Regions from separate parts of the Mus musculus genome. Here region 2 is linked to region 1. Evidence: chromatin contacts called from public Hi-C data. All regions are on one chromosome and are shown on one strand. The core of a region is the stretch at or near the end of the contact, and the rest is flanking DNA. Distances in the headings are between cores, read along the strand shown.

What was found. Hi-C and Micro-C count contacts between places; a contact is called where the count stands out from the background.
Region 2: a Hi-C map of uterus shows a contact between it and region 1, with 5 times the contacts expected there. The contact joins two enhancer-like sites. A contact is called at or near these places in 1 of 15 datasets of contacts at CTCF or cohesin (CD8 T cells), 4 of 484 Hi-C or Micro-C datasets (group 2 innate lymphoid cells, liver, nephron progenitors and 1 more) and 10 of 115 datasets of contacts at active chromatin or transcription factors (CD8 T cells, the HPC-7 cell line, double positive thymocytes and 6 more).

Annotation. Positions count from the first base shown.
Region 1 is chr11:75,011,412-75,016,112 of GRCm38.p6, reverse strand. The region is part of intron 10 of Smg6 (Smg-6 homolog, nonsense mediated mRNA decay factor (C. elegans)); the gene reads right to left. Among named protein-coding and RNA genes, the nearest start is that of Srr, 88 kb to the right of the region's middle. Within about 2 kb of position 2,957, at least 205 of the 459 cell types and tissues checked have an H3K27ac peak or open chromatin away from gene starts, as enhancers often do. A contact at or near this core is called in the HPC-7 cell line, heart atrium and uterus, where this site is marked.
Region 2 is chr11:75,090,134-75,095,122 of GRCm38.p6, reverse strand. The region is part of intron 13 of Smg6 (Smg-6 homolog, nonsense mediated mRNA decay factor (C. elegans)); the gene reads right to left. Among named protein-coding and RNA genes, the nearest start is that of Gm51907, 39 kb to the left of the region's middle. Within about 2 kb of position 2,887, at least 49 of the 459 cell types and tissues checked have an H3K27ac peak or open chromatin away from gene starts, as enhancers often do. A contact at or near this core is called in the HPC-7 cell line, heart atrium and uterus, where this site is marked.

The DNA of each region.
Region 1 (4,701 bases), core at 1,708-4,207:
CCTATCCTAAGCCACTGTAGCTTTTTGATATGAAATCTTAGCTCACAAGAATCTATTTTGAAAGGAAGAACAGAACTGCTCCTTATCAGTGCCAAAGTACTTTCTTTTTGAGCTCCTCCAATGGAGAGGTAAACAAATCAATTAAGTTAACTACAAAAACTAACAAGATTGAGCTGACAATTGGGATTCTAGAACTCAAAATTCCAGGCAACAGCTCCAGGAGAAAGGGGAAATGTGCCACAGATGGAGCTGTTGGGGCTAATCTGCAGCCTCCCAGTGCTAGGCCACTTACGCCTCAGCCAGCTTCAAACAGTGTAGGGCGGGCAGACCTTGGTGCAAGCTCGCTGAGTTCCAGGACATCATTCTTGAGGGTGTAATAACCATGGGCTGTAGCACACATGTTGAGGGATGAGGGAAAAAAATAAACAGAGAGACAAAAGAATGAGGATGCACTGCCAATTTCAATTGTGCAGCTTTTATTTTTAAATGCTTATCAAGCTGAGAGAGAGCAGAGTTCTTGGAAAACAAGGGTTCCTTTTTTCCAATGCCAGCGTCAAACACCCTCAAGGACGGGCACTGCACAGACTGTAACAACAAGGAACGTGGCTATGCATCTTCTCAGCAGCACAGCTCTCTACAGGTCCCACGCTGCTCTGATTTCGGCTTAGCTGAGAACTCTAAATAACAGGCCCATTGCCTCTGTTAAAAACTGTTCTTTTTACATTTTTTAAATCTGGAAACTGAATGCATTAGAATTACAGCCCATCACACACCAGCTCTCTTCACTAATAAAATACATGTGTAAAATGCCTAATTATTACTTTTACTGAACTATAGTGCTTAGGGATCAAATACCGGAAGCTGAAGGCTCAACCAGGGTAAGAAGCTACAGGGTAAGAAGGAGGAGCCAAAGAAGACCTACAGTTAGCAGCAGGAAAGAACATTAGGTCCCAATACAAGCCTCAAGAGCCCATGCCCAAAAGAAACAAAAGGGCACTAACCCTGTTTTTGTTCTGACCAGCTCCACAAGAATTCATGCCATAACGGCACACTGGGAGGCCTGGCGTGACTTACCCAGGCCTAAGCTGTTCATGCCCAAGCTCCGCACAAAAAGAAAAGTGTCGTCCAAGACAGATGGATCCTGCCTGACCACTCAGCAGAGGGCCTGGAGAGTCTGACCAGTTAAGGAGACAAATAACACATCTTCTTCTCCATGCCCCAAACCCTACCAGGTCCCCAGAGAGGCAAAACAAAGGTCATCAGAAGCAGACAATTATACAAGATCTATGTTGTGAAGGCAAGCAGACTACAGTCAGTTCTGGACTGTGCCCCATACCACATCCCAGATCACTTATCACAATGCTGGAAATATTACTCACAGGATGAGCCAGTCCATCCCTCCTCAGGGCTGGTGCTAAGAAGTCTGATTAGAAACTGGCAGTCAACTCTAACATGCTCATTTATAATAAAAGGTATGCATTAAACAAACTTGCCCAAACCTTTAACAAATCATGACTGTCATCCTTACTTTGCTTTAAACACACACACACACACACACACACACACACGCACGCACGCACGCGCGCGCGCGACTGAACCTAGGGCCTCAGGCATACTAGGCAATTGATCCACCACTGAGCCACTTCTTCAGCCTGTGACTGTCATTCTTAATCATCCACACAGACTTCTCCTTGGCAGATTTTGCCCACCTCTTAAGACTTTCACAAAGGTTTTTTTCTTCTGCAGGGCACATGAGAAAACAACTCTGTCATAAAGAAACCCAGGAAGAAAACCAGCAGAGGCAGGTGAGTTAAGCCTGTGGTGGACATTCCTTCTGGGGATGACCAGACGGGAACAGTAATTCACAGAGGCAGAGGGGTCTGCAGTCACTCTGCATGCCACATGTGTAACCCTTAAGAAGTGAGGAATGCTCTCAACAGGAAAAACACAGCAGCAAATGCTATGATACCAAAGCCACAACTCCATGGGTCCCTGGAGCCTCTCAAACTAAGCTGCCAGCTAGGGAGCTAACACTAGCTTTGGATGAAACACAGCTCTGGTAGAGTAATTAATTTTTTTCTTAACTAGGATTACATTAATTTTCAAGGACTAATGGAGTCCAGCTGTAATGAGAAGAGCGGCTGCTGATGCACAAAGGCACTTGTGCTTACAACATTATAAACACACACATACACACACACACAGAGAACGAGACAGAGCAAAAGAGACCTATAAAAAGGATCCACTATAACAGGATATTTTTAGTTTCTACAATGCTGCACTAAAAATACAGCCCTAGCTGATACATCATGGCAGAACTATTCTCTCCTGTCCCTTCAGGAACAGTTTAAAACATTTATTTTTGTTTCCTTTTGCAATGGTCAGAGTAGAGAGAGAAAATAGCAACTCATTGATAAGAGGAAACGAGAGCGACATGAAAAATTGAAAACTACCTAAAAACTCATGGAGAGGTTTATTTTATTAGTTCTTAATAAATATCTTGCAGATTTCCTCAGGAAATACACCAGATCACATGTAAAATAGTTTGATACTGATGTCAACTGCATCAACATATGAAGTCTATTAGGGTGAAGCCGCAGCAGGGTGATCAGCAAGCTGAAAAACTCCACAGTACTTTGGGGGGGGGGGGGGAATCTCACGGCCTTCCAAATTCTTCGAGAGGTAAAAAAGTCAGCCAAGACACAGAGAGAAAGAGAGAGGAAAAAAAAAAGAAAGAAAGAAAAAAAAATCCCACATCCTGCTTTCAGCTGCCAGCAATGTGAAGTGCCCAGAGATTAATTCTACGTCTGGCCTGGAAATGTGACTTTAAAGCATGAGGGAGGGGAGGCTGGGGGAAGTGGGTGAGGAGGAAAGAGGAGGGCAGGCTAACTGAGGCTGGCGGCAGGCCACCACCCCCTCCCAAGCCATGTTTCAATGTAGACAGAAGTAAACCCCAACAGACAGCAGCGCCTCAGCCTGCCAGGGCCTTACACCAGCTGCAGCGCATCTCGCTTTCCCCACTCAGCCCCAAGTGCAGATGTTCTCTGCACATCACTTCCGCTAGGTTTTCTCTTAAAGGACTAGCACACAGACGTATTTCCCTCTCTCAGTAACACACTGCTGTCTTTAGGGGACAAGAAGAAGGTCAAAATGCTGAGAACAGATATCACCAAGGCAAGATCTGCTCCAGTCCCCCCAACAGATCAGACTGGGTTAAAGAGCACTGGGAATCATGAGACTGGATCTCAGAGCCCAACACTACATAACAAACCAGGTGACCCAAAAACTACGGTAACTCCACCTCTGAAGATCCAGTATCTTCTGGTTTCCACACATGCATATATATTCACACACAAATAAATAAATAAATAAATAAATAAATTGTGGAGAGTAGAAGAAACCCTAAGAATGTTGTATTGTTGACATAAACTGGCTATGTCAAAGACCTCAGACTAATTAGAATATGGTAAATTCCCCCACTCCCAAGGGCAGGAGCTGAAGGTGAAGGTCAGAGGGAAATAGCAAAGCCTTCCTCAGGGGTCTGAATGTGGATACTTATATCAGCTGCAGAAACTGTTCACCAGAGCTCCCTTCCTGTGATGTTTACAGCCTGATTGATGACTGCTCCCCTACCTACAAAGATACCTGTTCCTACCAAGATTGGCTAATCATGTCTCCTTGATCTATTTGTATACCGTAAACCCTGCCTCCTGGTTTATCTCTGTGTAATGGCCTTGTTCAGCTGTACATAATAACCCAACCTCCCCATTCAAATCTATATATGCACGATAACTTCTGGGTGCTGTGATTTCTCCATCAGAAATACCCAGGACCACCTTACCCCAGCTTTCCTGTACATGTGTCTATATGTCTATCTTTTCTTCACTCCCTCACCACTTCAGTTCATCTGTCTCTGTAATCATGCTGGAGGTAGGAGTAAATAATTTTAAAAATGCAAATACAAACAAGAAATTACCAATATGAGGTCAGCAAAGATGGCTCAGAGGATAAAGGTTCTTGTGATGCAAGCCTGACCCCTGTACATCAATGTCACACACTCCCCCATAATAATATATGAAAACCAACCAATTCCCAGAGCCCACATGAAAGTGGGAGGACAGAATCCCCTCCAAAGTTGTCCCCCCACCTGTACATCAATGTCACACACTCCCCCATACTAATAAATGAAAACCAACCAATGAGTATAGCAAGCTCTTGTTATACTTACTGTCTGCTCAAGTAAACCGATGTAAGGTCTACAAGGCTATAGATAAGGCTATATAGAGAACCTTTAATGGCTAATAAAACTTGGGGGAAAATGTCATTCTTCCTAATAGTCAACAAAATGCAATTTACAATAAGACAGGTTTGAAGACAGCTTTGTAGTTTCTTACAAAATGTAGTATCTGCTGGGGATGGCAATTATGTGTCTGTAATCCCAGCACTCGAGACTGCTGAAGCAGGGGATCAGATTTTCAAGGCCAGCCTGAACTACAGTGAGACAGTGTCTCAACAAAACTAGAGTGGGGAGGTAGATGACTCAGTAGGCAAGACCTCTTACGATGCAAGCACGAGGACCTCAGTTCAAATCTCCAGCAACTACATACATCACTGGACAAAGCTGTCATGCCTGTAACCCAGCATTCAGGGGTAGGGACAATCTGAGCTCTTGCAAAAATGGAGAGCTTCTCATTCGCTGAA
Region 2 (4,989 bases), core at 1,638-4,137, 79 kb before region 1:
CCTTGTTTAGAATCTGATGTACTTCTTTCCAAAGGAACAGACATCAGTATAAAGAAAGCATCAGTATAACAGGATTTATGGACCACACTGAAAAATGCATTTAAAAAAAGTCACTTAATTCTTGAAAAGTCCAGCACCATTTTTGGCTGCTCACAAATTTGCTGTGTAACTGAGGATCCTCCTACCTTCCATATGCTGGGATTACTTTATAGCTGAATACTATAAAGGATAACGCAATGTTATCCTTTTTGATAAAGCACTATGTATCCAATACAAACTTTATGAGTCTTTTTAATTAAATAAGAAAGGAATTGTGTTCTACTTTTGGGAGATCAAATCTAAAAGAAATGGCTTAAATTATGTTAAGTGATCATGGGAGCTCTAGGGCATAGAAAATAAGGCTGTTTAAGTAAGCAACCTAGTCTGGGGTGCTCACATACACCTGTAATTCCAGCAGTTAGAAGACTGACACAGGAGGATCTTAAGTTCTGGGCTCTGCAGTGAGACCCGTCTCTCTCTCTCTGTCTCTCAGCCTCTGTCTCTCTTTGTCTCTGTCTCTGTCTCTGTCTTTCTCTTTCTCCTCCCCCCCCCACACCCCAATAAAATAAGCTCCCCACTAACAAGGTAAGTTAGGCTTATGATGAAGGTAATTTGCATCCTAGGAAAGAGCTGTTACTTCTCAGCCAAATCTCAGGAAGTACACAAGATGGACATCTCTCACTAGTGGCTCAGTTTCATATGCTGGACAACTCCAGACACTGAATTAGAATCTGTGTATTTAACTCAGGAGTGGCCATTAAACACCACCCCCAGCACTCTGGCTTTTTAAGACAGGATCTCATAAAGCCTTGAGGCTGGCCTTGAACTGATGATCTTGCTTCCACCTTCCAAGTACTGGAATTAATGGGATATGCTATAATTCTTGGCTGGGCAACTTCTTTTAGTTTTCTACTCTTAGACTGACAGACTGGTGGGCAAGATAAAAACTACTTCAGATGAGGTCACAGAAGTGGTGAGAACAGAAATGTTTTCTTGCTCAAAGGATAAATACCCTGGCCTGACTGCTCTCTAGACTATCTTTTAGATGCTCTCGGGAGCAAAAGTGATTCCTTCAAATGACGTGACTCCAAAAAATGATGTGACAGCACTTGCTGCAGATTTCCCTCAAAGACACATTAGTATAACCTTTTTAAATGTAAATAAGACTCACTCAGTATAGCTGTTGAGTTTCTTGGGTAAGAGTTTGAAAGAAAAGGCAACACTCCCTCCTGACTGTGCCATGGCCTGTGACCAACCCTGATTGAAAAGGAAGGGCTAAAGAACACCTTAAAGAATGACCCCTGTGGGCTGGAGAGATGGCTCAGTGGGTAAGAGCACCCGAATGCTCTTCCGAAGGTCTGGAGTTCAAATCCCAGCAACCACATGGTGGCTCACAACCATCCATAAGGAGATCTGACCCCCTCTTCTGGAGTGTCTGAAGACAGCTACAGTGTACTCACATATAATAAATAAATAAATCTTTAAAAAAAAAAAAGAATGACCCCTGTGAGTTTAAAATTCCAAGGATTCAATTCAGATAGACTCTAGTAGAAAATGTAAGTCTTAATTAAGCTTTACAGAGTCTCTGCTGGTATCTGAACACAGTGATGAATTTTGGTACAGTCCCACTACACACTGGCTTAGGTATTCACTGATTTTTAAGGAGAATACAAAAATCCCTTGTCCCTAAGTCAGCTCTCCAGTGTCTTTCTTTTGGAATGTCTGTAAATCGTGTCACTCAGCCGCACCTCACTGTTTCTCACTCACATGCCTAATGAACAACCTGTAACACCAGACACTCAGGATGTCAATTCCAAGTCTCAGGGTCTCTGTTCACTCTTGTAAAGATCTTGGGACACAACAGGTAAATGCAGGAGGTACAGAATAAAAAAGATGGACTTTCAGAAGAGACTAATTAAAGGCTGGCAGTGGCTGAGATGAATAAAATCAGAATGGAAGCTTAGATGTTTTAAATATAAAGGCCAAGGAGACAAGAACTAGAAAGTCAGACATGCCTAGATTAGGGAACTTGTTCCCATCTACAGGAAGTTTATCCCTGACATCTAAATAGTCATGTTTTAAAATCAACAAGTTTGCTGGTTTTCAGCTGCCACTGACTGGAACCCCCAGTGGCTCTGGCCCACAGTACAGGCAATCTGTGCCCAGTCAGACTAGATGAAGACATGCAGCCGGAAGCCAGCCAGCCAGCTTCACCCCTCCCTACTTCAGGAGTCTGAGCAAAAGGCTACCCGACTACAAGAGTAGTAGACCAGATGCTTTAACCCTAGCCACACAGGGCTGTACCACTGGCCCATCAAATTCCGAGAGTAAGTGGTCTAGGACTCCAGGGGATTCCCAGAATGAGAACGGAAGCCTATGAGCAAGTTCAGTAAGACCTTTGGTACCCTCCAGCCTCTCCACGGCAGTTGCAAATTCACGTCCACAGACACATATTTTCAAAATTTGAAATAATTATCTCCTAGAAATTACTCTATGTAGCCTTCTGGGATCTAAAGCAATTAAGTGAAGATAAATTTCTTTCATGGAGCAAGCTGTCAAAGGATGAAGCAATTTCATTCCCCATTTGAAGTGGAAGCTTTGGGTCATGCATGGTTTATTTGAAACAATGCCATCACCTAAAGCTGCTGATCTTATCTCTAACTCTGTTCTCCATTTCAAACTGCTGGAGATATGCAGCGTGGCACTGCCTGAAGTTATGACATCTGGCTCACGGCCAGTGAGACAGCAAGCCAACTTCTCTTCTAGGTTTCAAGCAGAAGAGGACAGAAATCATATTAAAAGAAGATAGCTACACATGTGAAGTCTGCTAAACCCTAAAAAGGAGGAAGTATTCTCAAGGCACTCGTTGAGTGTGATGAAAGATGCACCCTAGTAAAATGAAGTAGTGAAAGAAAAGGTAGGGTACCTCCTCCTCAAAAAAGGATAGGGTGAAACACACGCCAAAGAAGCAGATTTTTCTCTTCTGGGAGATACAAAGCCAGCAAACAAACCAATCGACAAAAAAGCCAGAGCAGCTTATTTCACAAACATCCTGATATATGGGAAGTACACCACAGTGGGCATCAAACCCTCGGCTCTAATTCAAACACTGTAGGGCTATGCTTGACATTTAGTGGAATAGTTCCCATCACTGTGTTGGTTTTTTTTTTTTTAAAGATTTATTTATTCTACATATGTGAGTACACTGTCACTGTAGCTGTCTTCAGACACACCAGAAGAGGACATCAGATCACATTACAGATGGTTGTGAGCCACCATGTGGTTGCTGGGAATCGAACTCAGGACCTCAGGAAGAACAGTCAGTGCTCTTAACTGCTAAGCCATCTCTCCAGTCCCATTGTTGTGTTTTTTAACTATAGCTGTCTGTCTGTCTATTTATTTATCCTTTATTTGTCTGTCTATTTCTAATCTGTCTGCTTATCTCTCATCTATCTATCTGTGTCTGTCTGTCTTGTCTGTCTGTCTTGTCTGTCTGTCTATCTATCTATCTATCATCTATGTATATATGTGTATCTCTCATCTGTCTGTATCAATCATCTATCAATCAATCAATCAATCAATCAATCATCAACCAATCAATCATCTATCTGAGTGTGTATGCATATGTGCCAAGCATCCAAGGAGATGGGGACAACTTGTATGAGAAGGTTCTTTCCTTCAATCACGTGGGTCCTGGTGATCAAGTTCACGTCCTAAGGCTTGTTGGTAAGGCCTTTACCTGCTACGTCATCTCACTGGTCCTGGCACTTTATTTTTGAAAGTCCTCTATAATCATACTGTTGTTGTTTTAAAATATGCAGTTAGTGTGTTAGCAAATAACTTCTGGTAAAACTCATCATATCATTTCATGCCTGAGTATGACTTTTAACAGAAGGCTTGAAGACTAAGAACTGGCTTTCAAGTGTCAGGACATGGGAATCAACAGATAAGTTTGTCAAACTAGATTGCTGGGTTATGAGCCCAAAATTTTCTGATTTGGAGGGGTGTGATAGAGTCTAAAACAGAACAAGTTCTCACAGGTAGCTGACCCTGATGGTACTGGGTGGCATACTATGAAAAATAGAGATACCGAGAAGATGGGAATCAGAGTAAGAGAATTATCTAGAATGGCAATACTAGAAATTGTTTTTGTTTCTCTGTTGTATTAGCCATATTTCTAGTACTCAGTGTTACAGATTATTAATGGCTGCTATATGGGATGATGTAGGAATAGAACAATTCCATTGCCACAGAAAGTTCTGCTTCACAGGATTGGTCAAGAAGATATGTGAGCACATGCTAAGATGGCTCACACCTTTAATCCTAGCACTCAGGAGGCAAAGGAAGGAGGATCTTTGTGAGTTTGGATCCACCCTGGTCTACACAGTGAGTTCCAGGACAACCAGGGCTACACAGAGAAACCATGTCTCGAAAAACTAAAAACAAAACAAACTAACAAAAAAAAAAAAAAAAGAAGAAAGGATTAGAGAGAAGGGACGAAGAGGTAGAGGAAGAGGAGGAGGAGGACAAGAGGAGGAGGAAGAGGGACAGGAGAAGGAGCACAAAAGGAGGAGGAGGAGAAGGAGGAGGAGGAGGGGAAAGAAAAGGAGGAGAGGCAGGAGGAGGAGCAGAGAATGAGAAGAAGGGGGAGGAGGAGGAGGGAGAGGAAGAGGAAGGGGTGAGATGTTTTTCTCAGTGGTTAAGGTGCCCATGTTCCTGTACATAATGTCTCATTTATTCTCCAATCATCAACCCCAACCAAATTCATAGTATCATTAAAAAAACAAAATAAAATAAAACAAAATAGCAATGTCCTTGCCAGAACATGATGCCACATGTGATGGCACACACTTTAAATCTAGCTCTTATGCTTCAGGCCAGCTTGGTCTACAGAGAGTTTTCCAGGTCAGCCAGGGGTGAGACCTGTCTCTGAAAAACAACTGGAAAGAG